Linked DNA regions of Mus musculus: region 1 is linked to region 2. The links are chromatin contacts, called in public Hi-C maps. All regions are on one chromosome and are shown on one strand. The core of a region is the stretch at or near the end of the contact, and the rest is flanking DNA. Distances in the headings are between cores, read along the strand shown.

Region 1 (5,883 bases), core at 2,584-5,083, 38 kb before region 2:
CACACAGCACAGCACAGCACAGCACAGCACAGCACAGCACAGCACAGCACACACAGCACAGCACAGCACAGCACACACAGCCCAGCACAGCACAGCCCAGCACAGCACAGCACAGCACAGCCCAGCACAGCCCAGCACAGCCCAGCACAGCACACACAGCACAGCACAGCACAGCACAGCACACACAGCACAGCACAGCACACACAGCACAGCCCAGCACAGCACAGCACAGCACAGCACACACAGCACAACACAGCACAGCACAGCACACACAGCACAGCACAGCACAGCACAGCACAGCACAGCACAGCACAGCAAGGAATTCTGTCACACGCAGGCTCCACACTGCTGCATCAGCTCCAAAATGTTCATTTTTAATTTATTTATAGCTTGTCTCATTCCTCAAAGGAGTCCAGGCATCTCTAAAAATAAAGGCAATAAAACAGAAAAATATACATATTTTTAAAATCATGACCAGGGGAAACATGCATTAGAATGAGATATCAATTATCACACACTTTCTGCCTGCCAAGTGTCCCCCAGAGGTGCTTACCGTCACTTTCTAAGGTGCCCACCCTCATTGGAAGTTCCCAGCCTACCTCATTCTGGGTGGCTTGCTGCTACAGCTGAGCTGTGTTTTACAGTGATGGTCCTGAGGCTGCACCGTCTCGCTGATGTGTTAGCCTTCCTTTCTCTTGAGTGCTTATTCAGGATGAACGCCCAGGATGTGGGATACAGGGTCAGAAGGTCGGAACTATCCTCACTCTGGATATGCAGCTCTATCTAGATTGCTTTTTCTGTGAGTTGTATCAATCCCCGATCTAAATTGCAGTCCCTGCTGCTGAGAGAATGGAGGGATCTTGGATGGGGGTAGGGCTGGAAGGGCGAGGCATGAATGCTCCCGCCACCAAGTCCTTCTTATCTTAATCTTATCTTGATGGATTATAGCCTGGGTCCTGAGTGTGCCTTGGAATGACTGGCTCTGACAGCCAGAGTGATGCTACTTTGGGTGGCTATGGGGCTGACAGGTGAGGGTGCAAACCTGACAGCTATGTGTCTTCCCCAGACAGTCGAAGCTATGCTATGTCCTATCCCAGACCCTCAGTACCATGGGTGTAACTGGTAATGTTTCTACTCCTGAAATAAACCATAATTTAGCAGTGGGGTGCTATCATGTGGGTACATTGTCAGGAAGGGAAGTTGAAACATGGCCGTAGTTAATACTAATATTGATCAAATGCCCACGAGTCTCACAGAAGGCTCCCACTACCCGGAGGGGTTTGGCCATATAGCAGGGCATTGCCATCTCTCTTTTTAGATTAGAAATTCAACTCAGGAGGCAAAGGCAGGTGAATCTCAGTGAGTTCAAGGCCAGCCTGATCTACAGAGCTACTTTGAGAACAGCCAGAGCTACACACACAAACCCTGTCTTGAAAAACCAAACCACACAAACATTAGAAATGGCCCCAGAAACGATAGAAATGCCTTTCCTGCCGGCTTGATAGCTCTGCCCAGGAACTTGTTCTCTGTCTTCCCATCAGTGGCTGGGAGAACAATACTTATCTCCATCTTCTGAGGAGAAGCCCTTGAGTGCAAGGATCGCACGTGCCCTTCCACCAGGTTGGGATTCTCTGAAGCAGCTCCCGGCATCTCTGCGGGATCTAGCTGCTGCAGGCTTCTTACAGTAAAGGCACAGCCAGGCATCGTCTAAACTTCAAAGTTTCAAAGACTTTGCTGTTTAGCAGACAAGACCATATCCAGTAGCTAAGCTTTTGGGCTTGGCTACGGCTCCCTGCCTCCTGGTCTTTGGGCTTTAATCCGGGTAATTGAAGAACCAGCCTCCCCTCTCCCCTCCCCAGGCTTGCCTGAAGGAATGAGAGAAGGGTGGGCAGGAGCCTGAGGCCACACTTTGAGTTGAGTTAGTTAATTTGTGTATGCGAGTGCGTGCACACACACACCATGGCACACATGTAGGGGTGAAAGGACAAACGGTGGGAATCCATTCTGTTTACCTTGTCGGTTTCAGGAATGAACTCGGGCTGTCAAGATTGGTAGCACTACCCACTAAGCTATCCCACCAGACCCTGAGAGAATGAGGAAGGATCCTCTACTCCAGATAGCAGCTACCCAGCCTGAGCATGGAGTCCAAGTCCTAGACCTAAGGAAGAACCCCATTTGTGCCTTCAGTCTCCAGTTCCTCGATCTGAAGGAGTTTGAAATCCCTCCCAAGAGCCATAGTGTTGTGTCTGGCCAGTAGATCACAACCTGGGGAGACTACACCATAGCAGACTAGAAAGCTTCTGCACGGCTCAGGGGCGCGCAGGGGCTGGGAGTACAGGATGCAGCAGCCTTTGCAGGCCCTGAGACAGAAGCTGCTCACCGCTCAGCCCTGCCACTGAGTGCCGGTCCTCCCGTGGGATTTCCTTCACTGTCTCTTCATGGGACAGAAGCAAGGGCTGGAGTAAGAGGAACAAAAAGCCCCAGGATGGCATGGGACAGAGCTGTAGGTGCCCTCTCTGCTGTTGCACCCAGCAAGCTGGGCCTCCACCCAGATGCACTACCCTGGCCATCATGGCCACCTTCTTTCTCTCCTCTCCTTTCTCCCCTAACCTCGCCTTGTGCTTCCTTCACAGTCTTCATGAACACAGCTATCCCCATTGCTGCCGTCCTCATTGTAAGTGGCCCTTTCCCCTCTGCACGGGGCTGGGGAGGGGACAGGTGGGGAGACATCCTGGTCCCACCCTCTTGCAGGGTGTGAGGGTGAATGTAGGTGTGCTCCTTCCCCGCCCCACACAGATGGGGCGCTGTCTCAGATCCTGGAGGATAAGGAGCAGTACTTAGAGGAAGGAATAAAGCCTTCTCTTTAAAATAGCTATTAGGGTTGGGGATGTGGCTCCATCAGTAGACTGCATGGATGGTGTGCACAAAGCCCTGGGCTCCATGAGCTGGGCGTGGTGACACATTCTGTACTCCCAGCACTGGGCAGGAGTGTCAGTTCAGAGTCACTTTTGGCTACATAGTGAGTTCAAGGCCAGCCTGAGCTACATAAGACCCTGTCTAAAAAAAAAAAAAAAAAAAAAATATATATATATATATATATATATATATATATATATGGAGAAGGAGAGAAGGGGTCAGAATATTTTCTATGGAATTTTAAAGTAGCTGTCTACTTGTTAACACATAAGAATGACACCCATCTGTTGTGGAAATTGATGGGACCATCAGGAAGAAGAGTCAAAACAGAGGTAAAAGCCCCACACCCCACTCAGCATCTTCAGGGTGTTTCTTTCTCATCCTTTTAAAAGCAGATGATATGTCATGTCTACAGAAATAGGACTGTGTCGCAAACACAGTTGTATAACCTGCTTTTTTAGATTTAGGAACAGTTCCTGTACCATGGACAGCCTAGTTGTGGAGGCAGGTCACATGTCCTACAGCAAGGCCTGGGGATCCCTGGAGTCCCCCTGTCCCCAGTCTCCGCTCTCCATCAGCTCTATGACTGAGGCTCCTTTTTAAAAGCTATTGTTATTTCCCCTGAGGCCGGCATCCCTGAGCAGTGCGGAGTACAAGGCCGCCAGGCATGCCTGGGAATTTACTTTTCAGTGTGATTTATTGAGCTCATTCCTGGCCTGGGCTCTGGGAACTGTACTACAGAACCAGTCAGGTAGCCAGGGACAGACCCCTCCCCCCCACCCCACCCCACCCCCACCCCCCGGGAGGCGAGGCTGTAGCAACTATTTTTACATTTTCACCAGACTGAGGACTAGGGAAACTAGCACCCAGAATTCTAAGTGGAACAGGGGCAGACTCAATCCCAGGACTCCTCCCTGCTTCTTCCTGGCACAGAGGGGTGGGACCAGAAGGGAGCCTTCCCACCCCTATCCATGGGGTGACTGAGGAAGATGGCCATCTCTTCCCCACAGTCCTGATCAGCTCTCGGGATTCCTTTTCAGAGCCTTGGGCTTTGGGTGTGGGAGGGGAAGGGGACCCACACCCTGAGTCACCCTGTGCCCCCTGTGCTTTATCCACAGACCTTTGTGGGCCACGTCAGCTTCTTCAAAGAGTCAGACTTCTCACCCTCGGTGGCCTTTGCCTCTCTCTCTCTCTTCCACATCCTGGTCACACCGCTGTTCCTGCTGTCTAGTGTGGTTCGGTCCACCGTCAAGGCCCTAGTGAGGTGAGAGAAAGACCCTAGTAAGGACATTCCAAGGGCTGTCCATCACAGGACACACCTCCCTGTGCTCTGGGCCTCTTTTGAGCAGCTGTTATGGGAAAAGGCTCTATGATGCTTAGACAGCAATTAGCACAATGTCTGGCTTCCCCGGGCAGTAGCCATTGTGAATAACTAGTCTTAACCTAAGTGATCTTAACACAGCCAACCTTGACTAGTTTAACTAGTAAAACTCAGCATCAGCTACCCTTATCATACAAGAAACCAACTTTAACAGTAAACCAATCCAAACCAAACAAAGTTACCTGCGATCCAGACTACTCCAAATGACAGGTCAAACTTTTTTTTAGAAAACTGTCCTGGGGACTGTAGAGTGTTGACTCAAGATAGTACGCTTGCCTAGTAAAGGCAAGGCCTGGGTCAGTTCCTATCACTGTAAAATAAATATGTGTATATATAAGCTTTGGTGTGGAATGCTCACCAGTAACTCCAAAACCTGGGAAGTAGAAGCAGGAGGGTAAGGAATTCAAAGCTATCCTTGGCTACACTAGTAAGTTTGAGGCTAACCTGGGCTACATGAGACCCTGTCTCAAAACAAAACAATACAAAAAAGAAAACAGGGCAGAGGGGGGAGGGGGGACAAGATGGCGTAGTGGGAAAAGATGCTTGCTGCCAAGCCTGGCGACCTGAGTTCAATCCCCAAGACCCACATGATAGGAGAAGATCGCTCCTTAAAGTTGGCTGTAGCAGGAGAGCCTCCCCAACCCTACTACACAAAATAAATGAATACATATTTTTTTAAAACTCCTGGTTACATCTGTTGCCCGGTCCTATGGAGCGGCCCACGGAGCAGCCCCCTGCCACGTGGCTTTTGTAGGAAACATTTAGGACCAGGTACCCACTGAGAACTGTTTTCTGAGCTCATGCCTCCTCCTCCTCCTCCCCCCATCCTCTGCCCCCCAGGGGTGAAGGGCATTTCTTTGCTTCCTCTGCAGTGTGCAAAAGCTGAGTGAGTTCCTGTCCAGTGCAGAGATCCGTGAGGAACAGTGTGCCCCCCGAGAGCCTGCACCCCAAGGCCAAGCGGGCAAGTACCAGGCGGTGGTAAGTGTCCAACCTACCCCTGGTACTCCCAAGTTTCACCTACGTCGTGAAGTTTGTGCCCACCCACTCTGGAACCTCACATTTCCCCCCAGAAGGGGTCCTCCCAGCCCAGAGGCCCTCACCTCCTAACCATCCACAGCCCCTCAAGGTTGTGAACCGCAAGCGCCCAGCCCGGGAAGAGGTTCGGGACCTCTTGGGCCCACTGCAGAGGCTGACCCCCAGCATGGATGGAGATGCTGACAACTTCTGTGTCCAGGTGAGGAGTCCTCAAGCCAGTATCCACACCCCCAGCCTCAGTGCCATCTTCCAAGAGAAGCTTAGCCCCTTCAAGACCAAGAACCTGAAGAACCTGAGGTCTGAGTCCTCTATCCAAAGGCCCCCTTGCCTGGAGGACTCCTGAAGCCAAGCATAGCACTTCCACCCCACTCAGCAGGAGAACTCCCTCCTCACTCTCACTAGGGTGCCTCAGACAGGACTTAGTCCCTACTGTCCGCCCCTGGGAGCACTCCTAGAGTTAGAAGTGATATTCACTGATCTTCATCGGGGAGGGGAGACAGGGACACACCATACTGAAAGTCCTTCCCTCTCTCTCCTCTTCTGCACCATGC
Region 2 (5,142 bases), core at 283-2,782:
TGCCCCTATTACCCTAGCTCCAGCCTCAAGCCTTCACTCAAGCTACACAGTGGGTAGAGGTCTGTCTCAAGAGTCTGAGCCCCAGGGCAAGCCATTACAGCTCCATCAATCTCCAGGAGCCACTCCAGGGTGGCATCTGCAATGGAAACATCACTACTGTTCTTGACAAAAACCTGGGTCACCTACTCTGTACCCAAGCTAGCCCTGAATCAGCTGCTCAGGCCCAAACTCTCTCTCTCTCTCTCTCTCTCTCTCTCTCTCTCTCTCTCTCTCTCTCACACACACACACACACACACACACACACACACACACACACACACACACACCCAGGGCTAAAGGGAAGAAACCAGTCTGAAGGTCTACAGGGTGCAAAGCAGACACTGGCAGAACAAACCCTCTTAAAACTCAGGGACGGTAGCCAGGGCCTTGCGGTGCACTTGCAATCCCAGAACTCTGGGAGTGGAGGCAGAAGTTCAAGGTCATACTCTGCTACATGCCAAGTTTGAAGCCATCCTGGGCTATAAGAAATCCTGTCTTGAATAGGTAAATAAGCAAATAAATAAACAAATAAGTAAATAAATAGATGTAGGATCAAAAATAATCCTCAAAGGGAAGAAGAATCGTCGGTTGAGAAGTTCTGAGACTAATATTTCTCTCACCCCTGCCCCTGCGTTGATGATGTAACCTTTCGCTGCCTTCTTTCCCTGGGTATCAAGTGCTGTGTAAGAGGCAGGTAAGACTTAACTATGGACCGGGCAAAAATAGAAGTCAGGGGTATAGGGGCCGCTGAACCAACCTAAGAGAATTCCACAAAAGCAACTTCTTCAGAGCCATCCTCAGTTTGAAGCCCCATGGCCTGGCTGAGGACAGTGAGCAGGCAAGGGCGGGACGAGAATCCTCTGTGGGCGGGGCTTGCGTCTAGGCCCACCTCTACCTCTCAGGAGCCGATCTGGCGCCCTCTGGCGGCGGAGGCTGCACTCGCTCTCGGGAGCCCCCCGCCCGCAGCCTCCCACCCCCACCGCGCACGGGTCGGTGCCTGAGGACGGGCTCACAGACACACGCCAGGGAAGCCGGCCGGGAGTGAGCAACCCGGAGTGGGAGGGGGCAGGGAGGTGGCCGCTGCTTGAGCAGCACGAGCAGGTGCGGCGGCGACAGGCGGGGTGGGAACGGAGCGGCGGCGGGGGCTGCGGGCGGGCGGCAGGGCAGCAGGGAGGCCGCGACGCGGAGCCACTGGGGTCTGGGCGGCGGGGGGCGAGGGGATCCAGAGCGTAGACGGTTGCGGGGTGACTCGAAGGGCACCGGATCCCAAGGAGACTAGAGGACAAGGGCTAGAGAAGGAACGGGAGAGCGGCGAGGGAGCCAGGGGAGGGGTGGGATGGGAAATCCGGGGCACACCTGGAGAGGAGACTGGGTCAAGAAGTAAGGCTGGTCCTTGGAGGGGACCGGGGACAGAAGTGGGTGAGGTCAGAGAAGAGCGCGGGGGGGGGGGTGCTGAGGGGGGGGTCGAGTGAGGGCTGGTAAGTTGGGAGACCCGGAGGTGACAAGTTCTGAGGTGGTTTGAGAAGAAAGGCTGGGCCAGGGAAAGGGAGTTAGAGGGGGGTCCTGGGGCGGTGGAGGAGAGCTGAGCGGGTAGAGCACAAGCTGGGTTGGGGGCTCAGTAAGCAATGAGCAGGTGGAGCCGGCATCTGAGGCTAGTAGTATAAAGAGAAGCAGAACCCAGCTGAGGGGCATACCAGCCTAGAGGTTGGTACAAGCTTAGGGTAACCTGAGGAGAGGGCTCAGAGAGGGGGACCCCACAAAGAGGCCCTAGGCCAAGCCAGTGTAGTGCCTCCCCCCATGGGGGAAACCCCTTCCCGGGGCCAACGGAGCCATGCTGTCCCGAAAGGGCATTATCCCTGAGGAATATGTGCTGACCCGGCTGGCAGAGGACCCTGCAGAGCCCAGGTACCGTACTCGAGAGAGGAGGGCCCGCTTCGTGTCCAAGAAAGGCAACTGCAACGTCGCCCACAAGAACATTCGAGAGCAGGGCCGCTTCCTGCAGGATGTGTTCACCACGCTGGTGGACCTCAAATGGCCACACACTCTGCTCATTTTCACCATGTCCTTCCTGTGCAGCTGGCTGCTCTTTGCCATGGTCTGGTGGCTCATCGCCTTCGCCCACGGTGACCTGGCCCCCGGAGAGGGCACCAATGTGCCCTGCGTCACAAGCATCCACTCCTTTTCATCTGCCTTCCTTTTCTCCATCGAGGTCCAGGTGACCATTGGTTTCGGCGGGCGCATGGTGACAGAGGAATGTCCCCTGGCCATCCTCATTCTCATTGTGCAGAATATCGTCGGGCTGATGATCAACGCCATCATGCTGGGCTGCATCTTCATGAAAACGGCCCAGGCCCATCGGCGGGCAGAAACCCTCATCTTCAGCAAGCATGCTGTGATCACCCTGCGCCATGGCCGCCTGTGCTTCATGCTGCGCGTAGGGGACCTCCGAAAGAGCATGATCATTAGCGCCACCATCCACATGCAGGTGGTGCGCAAGACCACCAGCCCCGAGGGCGAAGTTGTGCCTCTCCACCAGGTAGACATCCCCATGGAGAATGGCGTGGGTGGTAACGGCATCTTCCTGGTGGCCCCACTCATCATCTACCACGTCATCGACTCCAACAGCCCGCTCTACGACCTGGCTCCTAGTGACCTGCACCACCACCAGGACCTGGAGATCATTGTCATCTTGGAAGGCGTGGTAGAAACCACGGGCATCACCACCCAGGCCCGCACCTCCTACCTAGCTGACGAGATTCTATGGGGGCAGCGCTTTGTCCCCATTGTGGCCGAGGAGGACGGCCGCTATTCTGTGGACTACTCCAAATTTGGTAACACCATTAAAGTGCCCACACCACTCTGCACAGCCCGCCAGCTTGATGAGGACCGCAGTCTGCTGGATGCCCTGACCCTCGCCTCGTCGCGGGGGCCCCTGCGCAAGCGCAGTGTGGCTGTGGCGAAGGCCAAGCCCAAGTTTAGCATCTCTCCAGATTCCTTGTCCTGAGTTGCAGTTCCTCAGGCCCCCACTCACTTGTGTGGGCACGTGGAAAGTGAAGTATGGTATGTAGAGTGGTGGGGTGCGAGCCTCTTGGCCAGACGAGGGTCTGGTGTGGGACAAGACCCTGCTCGGCTCAGCCTCCCCGCTGCTGTGTGTCTGGGGTGTTACAAGATACTTGTCACTATGCTATTTCTGGCCCCAGCAGGAGCCTGTACCGGGTTATTTTTGTTCCTGCTCCTCCCAGGCTCAGCTCGGGACTGGTTTACCCCTGTGTCCCTGCCCAACGGTGGGGAGACCACAGAAGGTTCAGGGCCTCTAAAGCTAAGGTCTCAAAGCCCGTCTTGGCCCTCCATGATTCATCTTGCCACAAGCAGACAGGTAATTGGGCAAAAGCAACCCCCCAAGTTGGCAGCCTATTGTTGTTTCTGTAGCCACTAAGAAATACCTGGCCAGGCCCCAGCCCTGTTCGTGCCATGCTGAAGTATCCTGCCAGCCAGGGAGGAAGGTGGGTGTCAGAGCATGGGAGCTGAGGAGCCCACACAGACACGGCGGGATAAGTCTACCTAGGCTCACCTCCATAAGGCAGGCTTGTGTGAGGCAGGGGGACAAGAAGGGGGCAAATGATTGGAGACCTTTCTAGTCCTGTGCAGACATGTGTCCCTGTCCTCTAGCCTTGACTCAGCCTTCTGCTGACAGTCAGGAGTGCTGCCTCATTTTGTCGTCGTTCCCCCCCCCCCCCAGAGGCTGGGGAGTGGAGTGTTGGGCAAACACTGATATACCTGGATGAGAGGCCAAAAGGGGTCCTGTGCTTGCCATACAAGATGCACTTCAGGCAAAACTCTGCTTTCAGCTCCCATGGGCAGCTGTGAGTCACTTTGTCTGGGGGACGCTGGTGGGGTAGCGGTGCCTTGTCTGGGTTACTAGAAAAAGAAATATTGGGAAGTTCAGCCTGGTGAGGGAAAAGGAAGTCCCCAAGGCCCTTGGGCATGACCTGAGCCTGGACTCTCAGAGCAGTGTGGTGTCCTTGCCCAGAACTCCACTGCCCCATTGTCATAAAGCCTCCCACCTGTGACCTGAACTCTGGGCGTTTCTTGCTGGGGAGGCAGTGGGCATGCCACTGGAAAAAAATAAAGGGCACTGCCAGAGTCTGCCACCCAACATGGCCCTGACAGGCAAGAGGCCAGGAAAGCTACTTAGACCAGCTCTGTTTCCCTCATCTCTGGAAGCCACCATCCTTCCACCTCAGGTCCCCCCACCCCCACCCATTCTCTGTCTGTCTGGCCAACTTGGCCATTTGACATCCACCAGACATCGTAGTCAAGGGCCTGGCCTCCCTCCCGAGACTCTGCTGGAAGGCTGAGGTAGCCATGGGGAGGGAAGAGAGACGTTGTAAGCTTTAGGGCACTGATTGGTTCAAATCCTGGCTCCGGCCGAACAGCTCTGTGACTCAGTTGTCTCATTCATGTTAATAGTCCCACCTCATTAAGCTGAGCAGGTGAAAGCACATGTATCCATGCTTCAGAAGTGCCTGGTCTATAACAAGTACTCAATAAATGTTAACTGTCGTGATCGCTGCTGGGCTAGCCGCGTGATGGGAAAACTGAACCTAAGACAAACGAAGGTGTTTCTACACTGCCTCCGAGTGATGCGTTGCTCTGTCTGGTCTTACTCTCCGCACGGTGCCCCTCCCAGCTCAGACCTGGCCTGCAGGGGCTGCTCTCCCTGTCTTTGCCCACCTCCCTGCGATCCACCTGCCCATCAGGCCCCACAGCCACTGAAGCGGGCTGAGAAGGGTTGTGATCATTCTGTATGGTGTGAAATATGTTGTCACTCTCTATCTCTTGGGTCAAAGGTGGCCTCCTCTATCGATGTCCATAAAGGCTCAGGCCAGGGGTGCTCCTTGGACCATCCCTGGAGAGAGATAGCCTTCTCTCCTCTACGGGCCTTCTTCTTTGACTGTGTTTAAGGGTCTGTCTCCCCATCTCTGTGTTCGTGTCTCCTCAGCATCTGGGACTGAGTGGATGTTCGATGAAAGAATGAATGGACAGATGGATGGGTTGTGCACATGACCACAAACCAGGGCTATGGTTATAGTGAGGCATGC

Evidence for each region. A called contact is a pair of places that touch in the nucleus more often than the background predicts.
Region 1: a Hi-C map of cerebral cortex shows a contact between it and region 2, with 2.1 times the contacts expected there. The contact joins the enhancer-like site here to the promoter of Kcnj11 in region 2. A contact is called at or near these places in 2 of 39 promoter capture datasets (macrophages and trophoblast stem cells), 9 of 484 Hi-C or Micro-C datasets (the G1E-ER4 cell line, the N1E-115 cell line, cardiomyocytes and 5 more), 5 of 115 datasets of contacts at active chromatin or transcription factors (astrocytes, embryonic stem cells, forebrain and 2 more) and 4 of 9 other capture datasets (adipose tissue, liver, macrophages and 1 more).

The regions. Positions count from the first base shown.
Region 1 is chr7:46,136,256-46,142,138 of GRCm38.p6, reverse strand. Abcc8 (ATP-binding cassette, sub-family C (CFTR/MRP), member 8) reads left to right here. Exons shown (of 39, transcript NM_011510.3): 11 at 2,634-2,674; 12 at 4,035-4,180; 13 at 5,170-5,275; 14 at 5,415-5,531. Among named protein-coding and RNA genes, the nearest start is that of Gm51481, 35 kb to the right of the region's middle. Within about 2 kb of position 3,833, at least 11 of the 459 cell types and tissues checked have an H3K27ac peak or open chromatin away from gene starts, as enhancers often do. A contact at or near this core is called in cerebral cortex, where this site is marked.
Region 2 is chr7:46,096,627-46,101,768 of GRCm38.p6, reverse strand. It overlaps Kcnj11 (potassium inwardly rectifying channel, subfamily J, member 11), which reads left to right and starts at 1,532. Exons shown (of 1, transcript NM_010602.3): 1 at 1,532-4,646. The coding sequence starts at 1,872. The coding sequence ends at 3,044.